2 separate regions of the Sus scrofa genome follow, and region 2 is linked to region 1. A link is a contact called in public Hi-C data. All regions are on one chromosome and are shown on one strand. The core of a region is the stretch at or near the end of the contact, and the rest is flanking DNA. Distances in the headings are between cores, read along the strand shown.

Evidence for each region. Hi-C and Micro-C count contacts between places; a contact is called where the count stands out from the background.
Region 2: a contact with region 1 is called in a Hi-C map of alveolar macrophages, with 2.0 times the contacts expected there. The contact joins the promoter of ADAP1 here to the enhancer-like site in region 1. A contact is called at or near these places in 1 of 5 promoter capture datasets (fetal liver), 5 of 47 Hi-C or Micro-C datasets (alveolar macrophages, blood, embryonic fibroblasts and 1 more) and 1 of 2 datasets of contacts at active chromatin or transcription factors (alveolar macrophages).

What each region holds. Positions count from the first base shown.
Region 1 is chr3:569,221-573,058 of Sscrofa11.1, reverse strand. The region is part of intron 5 of ADAP1 (ArfGAP with dual PH domains 1); the gene reads left to right. Among named protein-coding and RNA genes, the nearest start is that of GET4, 38 kb to the right of the region's middle. Within about 2 kb of position 1,763, at least 17 of the 83 cell types and tissues checked have an H3K27ac peak or open chromatin away from gene starts, as enhancers often do. A contact at or near this core is called in alveolar macrophages, where this site is marked.
Region 2 is chr3:613,655-617,057 of Sscrofa11.1, reverse strand. ADAP1 (ArfGAP with dual PH domains 1) reads left to right here and starts at 1,587. Exons shown (of 12, transcript NM_214226.1): 1 at 1,587-1,754. The coding sequence starts at 1,673.

The sequences.
Region 1 (3,838 bases), core at 514-3,013:
TGATATCCCTGAGGCGGGAGGGAGGGAGGGCGGCCGGACACTCTTTTGCCTCCCTGCTCTGGGACCCCGGGGGACTCACCCCGAGCGTCTCCCACACATGAACGTCTCAGCAGTTTGTGATGACAGCCTGTGGCCTCGTTTCAGAGGCAAGGGCAGGATTTTGCGTCTGTTCCTGTGTCAGGATCTCTGGTTGTGAGCAACAGAAATCCAACCCAGTCCAGGAAACAGGAGATGGATAGGCTCACATGGTTGTTCTGGCTTCAGCATGGCTTGATCTAGGGGTTCAGTCAGTGCCGTCAGGACTTTGTTCCGGTGTCTGCTCTGCCGGTTCTGCCTCTCCCGGTGGCGGCTTCACTGCAGCAGGTTCGCACTTCCCACCCCTCACCTTTGGTTCCGTGAGGAAACGGCGAGTGTGACTTGCACAGAAGTGTCAGGAACAGTCTCAGCTGTGGCCCAGACTGGTCTGGGGTGGGCGTGTGACCTCGTCCCAATGGCCTTTCTGCCTCTGGAGTCCTCTCGAGAAAGCGGGGGTGCTCAGGGCGGCACAACCACGGGTCCTCCCGGTGGGGTGTGGGAGGTGGGCACCTGTAGGTGTGTTTGGGTGTCAGGTGGCTGCGGCCAGGCTCCTCATGGTTCCGGAGGCTGTGGCCCCGTGGCCGGCCAGGAGGCCCCGTTTCAAAGCCCCCCGATACCACTGCCATCCTTCCCGTGAAACATCCCGAAACCTCGAGAGGGCTCGGCGCCCCAGACGAGGACGGGGGTGAGGCCTGCAGGTGTGCAGGTGGCAGTGGTGAGTGGGTGGCCTCTGAAGGCCCAGCTTCTCCGTCAGACCCTCAGGGCAGCAGAGGAGTGTAGGCCTGGGTCTCACCTGCGCCTGGACAAGTGCAGGCCTGCGGGGCGCCATTTGCGGTGTGTTGGGGCAGCAGAGGGCTCGTCCTTCGCAGGATGGCATAAGAGAGGCGAGCTCAGCTGGGTCCCGGGACTCTGGAGGGACTGGGGCGCAGACCCCTCCTCCAGCCTGAGGCCCCGGCTCCCCACTCCGTCCGCAGGGCCTTTGTGCACATGTGCCCCCACCTCTGAGCACTGGTCCCCGTGGCCCTCCCAGCCCCGCAGACTCACACATCACCTCCAGGTGGGAGCCCCCAGCCTGGGCCCCTCTGCCCTCCACTCAGAGATGGCTGCTGCTGACAGGGCCCCGCACAGAGGCCCTTTAAAGAGGCACTTTGGTTCCCATTTCACTAAGGCCATCATCCCAAGTCTTAATGCCACCTCTTCCTCTAGCCTTCAAAATTCATGCCTGGGCCCCCCAACCTGCACCCCACTGGCCAAGCCCTGAGTTTACAGGAAGGGACCCTGGTGTATGGGCCCTGGGGCCACCAGCAGGGTCCCCACCTCCAGGGAACCACCCCGGGGCAAGCCACCCTCAAGGGGAAGTGCAGGGTGCCCAGTGCTGGCCCGCTGCCCAGCGCTCCATGGGATGGAGGGACCAGGCCTCAGCAGCTCCCAGCCTCCTCTTGCCCACCCTCCCCCCAGCCTTCGCCCCCACTCCCACCACACCGCCCAGGGCAGGTGGAACAGGTGCCTCCTACAGCCCGACTGGACTGGCACTCCCTGGCCGCCTGCCCGGCTCGTTGTTCTTTGCAAGGCCCCGCCCCCCCCAGGAGCACTGGGTTCCGTGGGTCCTTCCAGTCTGCCCCCCCGTTTGCCACAGCGCACTTTCCCACAGCACAGGGACGGCACGCCCACAGCCACGAGAAGGCGGAAGTGCGGGAAGGGGAACCCGCAGGGCGTGGAAGCCGCTCTGAGGGGTGAGGTGGCCGAGGGGCCTGGGCCGGGGGCCCATCTGCCCAGGTCGGGCTCAGAGGGGCTGCTGGGGACCTGAGGTCACAGTGGAGTGGGGTCCCCCCCACCGGGCATGGCACCTGCCAGGGCCTCGGGAGCCCAGCCCCCACCACGCTTAGGGCGCCCACGGAGGCGTCCACTGCTAAGGCGTGAGGGAGGAGCGCCAGGGCCACGCGTCCCCAGGTGTCACCCCGGACGCCTGTGAGGCACAGGAGCCGGCCGCGACTTCCCAGTGCAGAGAGGGCCGGCCTCCGTGGCGGGTCGGGGTCAGCAGTCAGAGGCCGTCAGATGAGCCGCGAAGGCCAGGGCCGGGCACCGACCAGCACCCCCAGCGGTGAACACGGGCAGAGGCGGCTCAGGGTGGACCCGGCTCCGGGCCGGGGCGGCGGTCTTCTCGGCGGTGTTCTGGGTGCTGTCGGGCACCCGCCGGCTTGGATGTTTCCACATGGTGGGGTGGGCTGAGCACCCACAGCCCAGGTATGGGAGGGTGTGGCGACCCCGGACGGCAGCCGGTGCCAGCCTGGCACTGCCGCCCTCGGCCAAGGTCACGGGTGTGCGAGAGAATGCGGTAGAGACGCGGGGGCGCCTGGGCCAGGCCCCGCCTCCCGCCGCCCCAGGCCCTGCAGGCGCGTCTCTGGGGTGACCCCGCGTAGCAGCTGCTCCTGGCTCCGTCCCCAGACCATCCCCGCCTGGAGCCAGAGCCTCAAGGGCCGCCTTTCACAGGCTGACAATGCCCCTGTTGTCCAGGGGCCCGGCGCCCCTGTCACCAACAGACTCAGCACCTCCCACCGCAGCTTGGACCCACTCCTGCTCGGGGGCACCCCACCCCAAGAGTGGAGCCCTAGGGGCAGGAACCTGCCACCCCACGCCAGGCTTGCCCTCCTGTGTGGCGGAGGCACGGGGCCACTGCGGGCACATGAAGCGACATCACTGCAGTGCAAGGGGCCCAAGGCATCTCTGCCACTTTCTGCCTGCGTTTTGGGGTTAGGTCCGTTGCTCTCTGTGATGGAGCCTGTGTGTGGGTCTCGGATTTAAGAAGTGGGGGGCACTCTTGGGGTGACACAGCTCCGATGCAGGGACCCCACCCCAGCTCTGTAGGTGCCGGGCAGCCTGGGTGGGGGCGGGGCTCCCGTGTCGACCTCTTGGGGAACAGAACCTGGAAACCAGGCCCCTGGCCTCCTGGGCAGGTGGCCGGAGTGGGCATCCCTGTGCGTCTGGCCCAGAGGACACCCCTCCGCCGGGGCCCTGCCAGGCACAAGCCACATGGCGAGCCTGGAGGGCCAGCCTGGGGCCTGGCACAGAGGCCCCCAGCCATGTGTCTCCTCCCAGCAAGGCCGCTTGGTCCCTGCTCCAGTCCACAAAGATGTTAGTGAGACCCACCCATGCGACCTGCAGGTCCCGCCTGCCGAGCCCCCTCTGGTTAGTCCTCCAGCCCTGATCTGCAGCCGCCAGCGGTGCCTTTCCAGGGGGTCGCTCCCTGGATGGCGCTGTGGTCTGAGGCCTGTCTGGGGCCTGTGAACCGGGTGCCAGCCTCTCAGTGCAGCAGCCCCGCTACGGCCATTCGGCCCAGCTGGGTGACATCGGCCGTGTCCGGCCTGTGACGCTGACAGCGAAGCTGCTGGGAGCACGTGAGCCAGTTTCCGTCGCGTTTGTCTCTTCCCATCTCTCTGAGTCACGTGGGAAGCGCGGGTTTGACTTATTTTTTGTCTCTGTCTTCTTAGGGCCGCACCCGCAGCATCTGGAGGGTCCCAGGCTAGGGGTCGAATCAGAGCTGTAACCGCCAGCCTGCACCACAGCCACAGTCGCACAGGATCCGAGCCTCATCTGCGACCCACACCACAGCTCACGGCAACGCCGATCCTTAACCCATGGAGCGAGGCCAGGGATCGAACCCGCAACCCCGTGGTTCCTTGTTGGATCGTTTCCGCTGTGCCATGACAGGAACTCCAGCGCAGGTTTAACTTTATAAGGAACTGCCCGCTGGCCCCGAGGCTGC
Region 2 (3,403 bases), core at 338-2,837, 44 kb before region 1:
CTGAGCTGATGGTGAGCCTGCTGAGGGGTGGATGCCGACCCTGGCACCGGGACCCAGGGAGGGAGTCCGCTGACTCTCCCCAGAGACTCCATCTGGTGAGGGAGAAGCCACAGGACTGAAAAACGCACCCTAAATGGCTCCCACATCCTGCCTCAGAGGCCCACCTGGCTCTGGAAGGGGCCAGCGCCCACACAGCCTCCACAGAGGGGCCAGTGGGCAGGGTGGGTCACCCGTTCAAACGCCCCTCCCCTTGTCCCGCCCCCAAGCCTGAGATCACCCCCAGTGCCCACCCCTCAGCCAGAGACTGGGTGACCCAGTGACTGTGCAACTTTGAGTAGAAAGCAGCCTTTTTTTTTTTTTTTTTTTTAAATCTTTTTAGGGCCGAACCCGTGGCATATAGAGGTTCCCAGGTTAGGAATCTAATTGGAGCTGTAGCCACTGGCCTACACCACAGCCACATCTGCGACCTACACCACAGCTCATGGCAACGCCGGATCCTCAACCCACTGAGCGAGGCCAGGGATCGACCCCGCAACCTCATGGTTCCTAGTCAGATTCGTTAACCACCGAGCCACGACGGGAACTCCTAGAAAGCAGCCTTTGAGAAAGAACAGTAGATCCACACGTATGGACTTGAAAAGTATGTAAGGCTTATTAAGCGTAAATGCACAGACCAACTGAGAACCCTGGAGGCAGATCAGAAGGAATAGGGACCCACCCGCCCAAGTCTGACAGGCCGAGGACCCTTCTGGAAGGAGGCTACCAGTTGCCTGGGGCAGGGGTGTCAAGGGGCTGTAATGTTTCCGCCTGTGTCAGTTTTGTAACAATACGGTCGCATTCATGATTTGAGAAGAGAATGGAAAGAGTTTGCAAGGCACTGGGCACAGCACCTCCAGCTTCCGCCCCTTGGGGGTCCAGGCCTCCTGACCGAGGACGGCTTGATCCAGAGCACCGAGGCCCACGCCTTGTCCTGGCGGTGCTGGACAGAGGGAGGGGGCCCTCTTTGGCCGGAGCACCCACCGCACTGGGGCTTCCCTCCCAGGGCAGCGAGGCGTGAGCCCCCGCCGGGGCGCTGGGCCTGCATCCCTACCTACAACCAGCGCTCCCCGCGAGCCCACTGGGCCTGGCGCTGCCCCTTGGGTGCACAGCAGGTATGTGGGCGCTGTTCGGGCCCAAAGGACCGAGGAGGGTCCCACCCAGGCCTGTGGTTATTTGGTTCCCTCAAGCCCCCAGCACTGTGTGTGGCTGGTGGCGTCGCGCCAGGGCAGGTGGGCCGCTGCGCTGGGCCAAGGTGGGCGGCGGGCAGACCTCCCCAGGCGAGGTCCCGGGCGCGCCGGCCGGGGCTGGGGCTGGGGCTGGGGCCGGCGCGGGAGGAGGTCGCCCGCCCGCCCGCGCCGCTGGGGGCCGCCCGCGGGCCGCGCCGGCCAGAGCGCGCCGTGCGCCCCGGGCCCCGCGCCGGCACACGCTCGGCTGCCGCGGCGGCGACGAGAGCGACGGCGGTGGAGCCGGGCCGGACGGCAGGAATGCGGAACCGGCGCGCGAGCTGAGCTGCCCAGGATGGCGCAGGGGCGGCGGCGGCGGCGGGCGGCCTGCGCGGGGCCCTAGCGCGGCGGGGCGGACGCTCCCGGCCCCGGCATCGCGGACGGACGGGCGGGCGGGCGGCATCGCGGCCATGGCCAAGGAGCGGCGGAGGGCCGTGCTGGAGCTGCTGCAGCGGCCGGGGAACGCGCACTGCGCCGACTGCGGCGCCCCGGGTAGGTGCGCCCAGGGTCGCTGTGGGCCCGGGTGGGTGCGGGCGGGGTAGCGGCCGGCCCGCGTGGGTGAGGGCCCGGGTGGATGCCAGCCCCGGGGCCGGGGAGGGCTGCCGCGGCGCCTGCGTGGCTGGGGGGCGCGGGCCGCGCGCAGCCCGGTCCTCTCTGGGGTGGGGCGCGGGCCAGAGGGCACCTGCGGGGGCCCGGACACCGCCTGCCCGCCGCCCCCGGCCTGCAGCTGTGTCGCCGCCTCCCCTCCCCCCGGCTGCGTGTCTCGCTGTCACCCGCGGACCGCCGCCGCCTTGCGAAACCTCGGGCTCCGCAAAGAAAGAGGAAATCGTGGCGGGCGACCGGCTGCAGGCAGAGAACGGACAAGGGACCGCGGGATTCTGTGCGTGGGTGTGGGGGGTCCACACGGCTCCCCACCACCTGGGGGTGACGTCATGCTCCCCCCCCCCCCGCCTGGAGCCACCCTTTTGCACGGCGCCCCGCGCAGGGGGAGGAAGCACCTGCCCCCTCCACGTGGAGCCGGTGGGCAAGGGCGTCCCTTCCCCCCACCCGGCCTCGCTGCTCCGGGGCAGGCGGCCAGTTCAGGTGGGGCCGGGAGGCAGGTGCGGCTGGAACAGGCGCTGGGCCGCCTGCATCCCATCCTCCCAGACTTTGCTCCTGGGTGGTGCCTGTTCTGGGGTGATTTCCAAGGCGCCGGAACCCAGGGTGCTTCCCTGCTTTCCTGCGGCCGCGTGTGCTGGGGTTGGCGGGAGAGGACAAGGCTTTGCTCTCAAGCCCGCACGACCCTGTTTCGGAGCTGGCAGCCCGGTGGGCCTCGCTGCGGCGGGGGTGGGGCTTAGCGGCGCACCTGCTCAAGTCCTGCGCAGGGAGGGTGTCCCCCACGCCCTGCGGGGACACACTGGGGGCTCCCAGCTGGAGCCCCTCCGAACAAGCAGCCTAACCACTAGGGAGGGGCCGACGCCCCCAGAGAGGAAACAAAGTCTTCCCGTTTGTCCGGAGACTCTGGTTTGAGATGCAGTCTCTGGACGCCCTCAGCCTAGAACCCACTTCCCGGCTCTCCTCTGCTGCCCACCCACGGGGCCGCCCCCCCCCGGGGGGGGGTCTCTGCTGGGCAGCAGTATGTAGCTGGGATGAGTGCCCCAGAGCGGAGGCGGTGACAGGCTCTTTTGGAGGCAGGCAGGCCTCCCAGGGCCCACCTCTGCTGTGCCGCGGGGCCAGGTCACCACCGTCTCTGTGCCAGCTCCTGCCAGCTGCCCCTGCCCCTGTCTCCCGGACCTCTGTGACCCGGACTTGCTCTGGAAAACAGGCCACGGCAGGGAGAGGTCCCATGAGAGAGGCCGTCTGCTTGTTCTGATCTCAGGCTTGGCCTGGGGACTGTGGGGGGGGCTGGCCCTGTCCCTCTCCTTCCTGGCCACTCTGCCCAGAAAGGGCTTCGTTGGACCCAGAGCCTCCCTGGGGGGCAGGAGGGAGGGGGGCTTCCCTGGCGAGGCACACCCTGCAGCTGCTGTGGCCACCCACCGCCTCGGCCCAGGCACAGGGGCTCTGAGGGTCGGCCCCCTGCCTTGGACCACATCTGTGCTCCTCCGCCTTGGGCCCTGACATCAGCGTCTGGCTTCATCTGTCCGGCAGCTTGAGGAGTAACG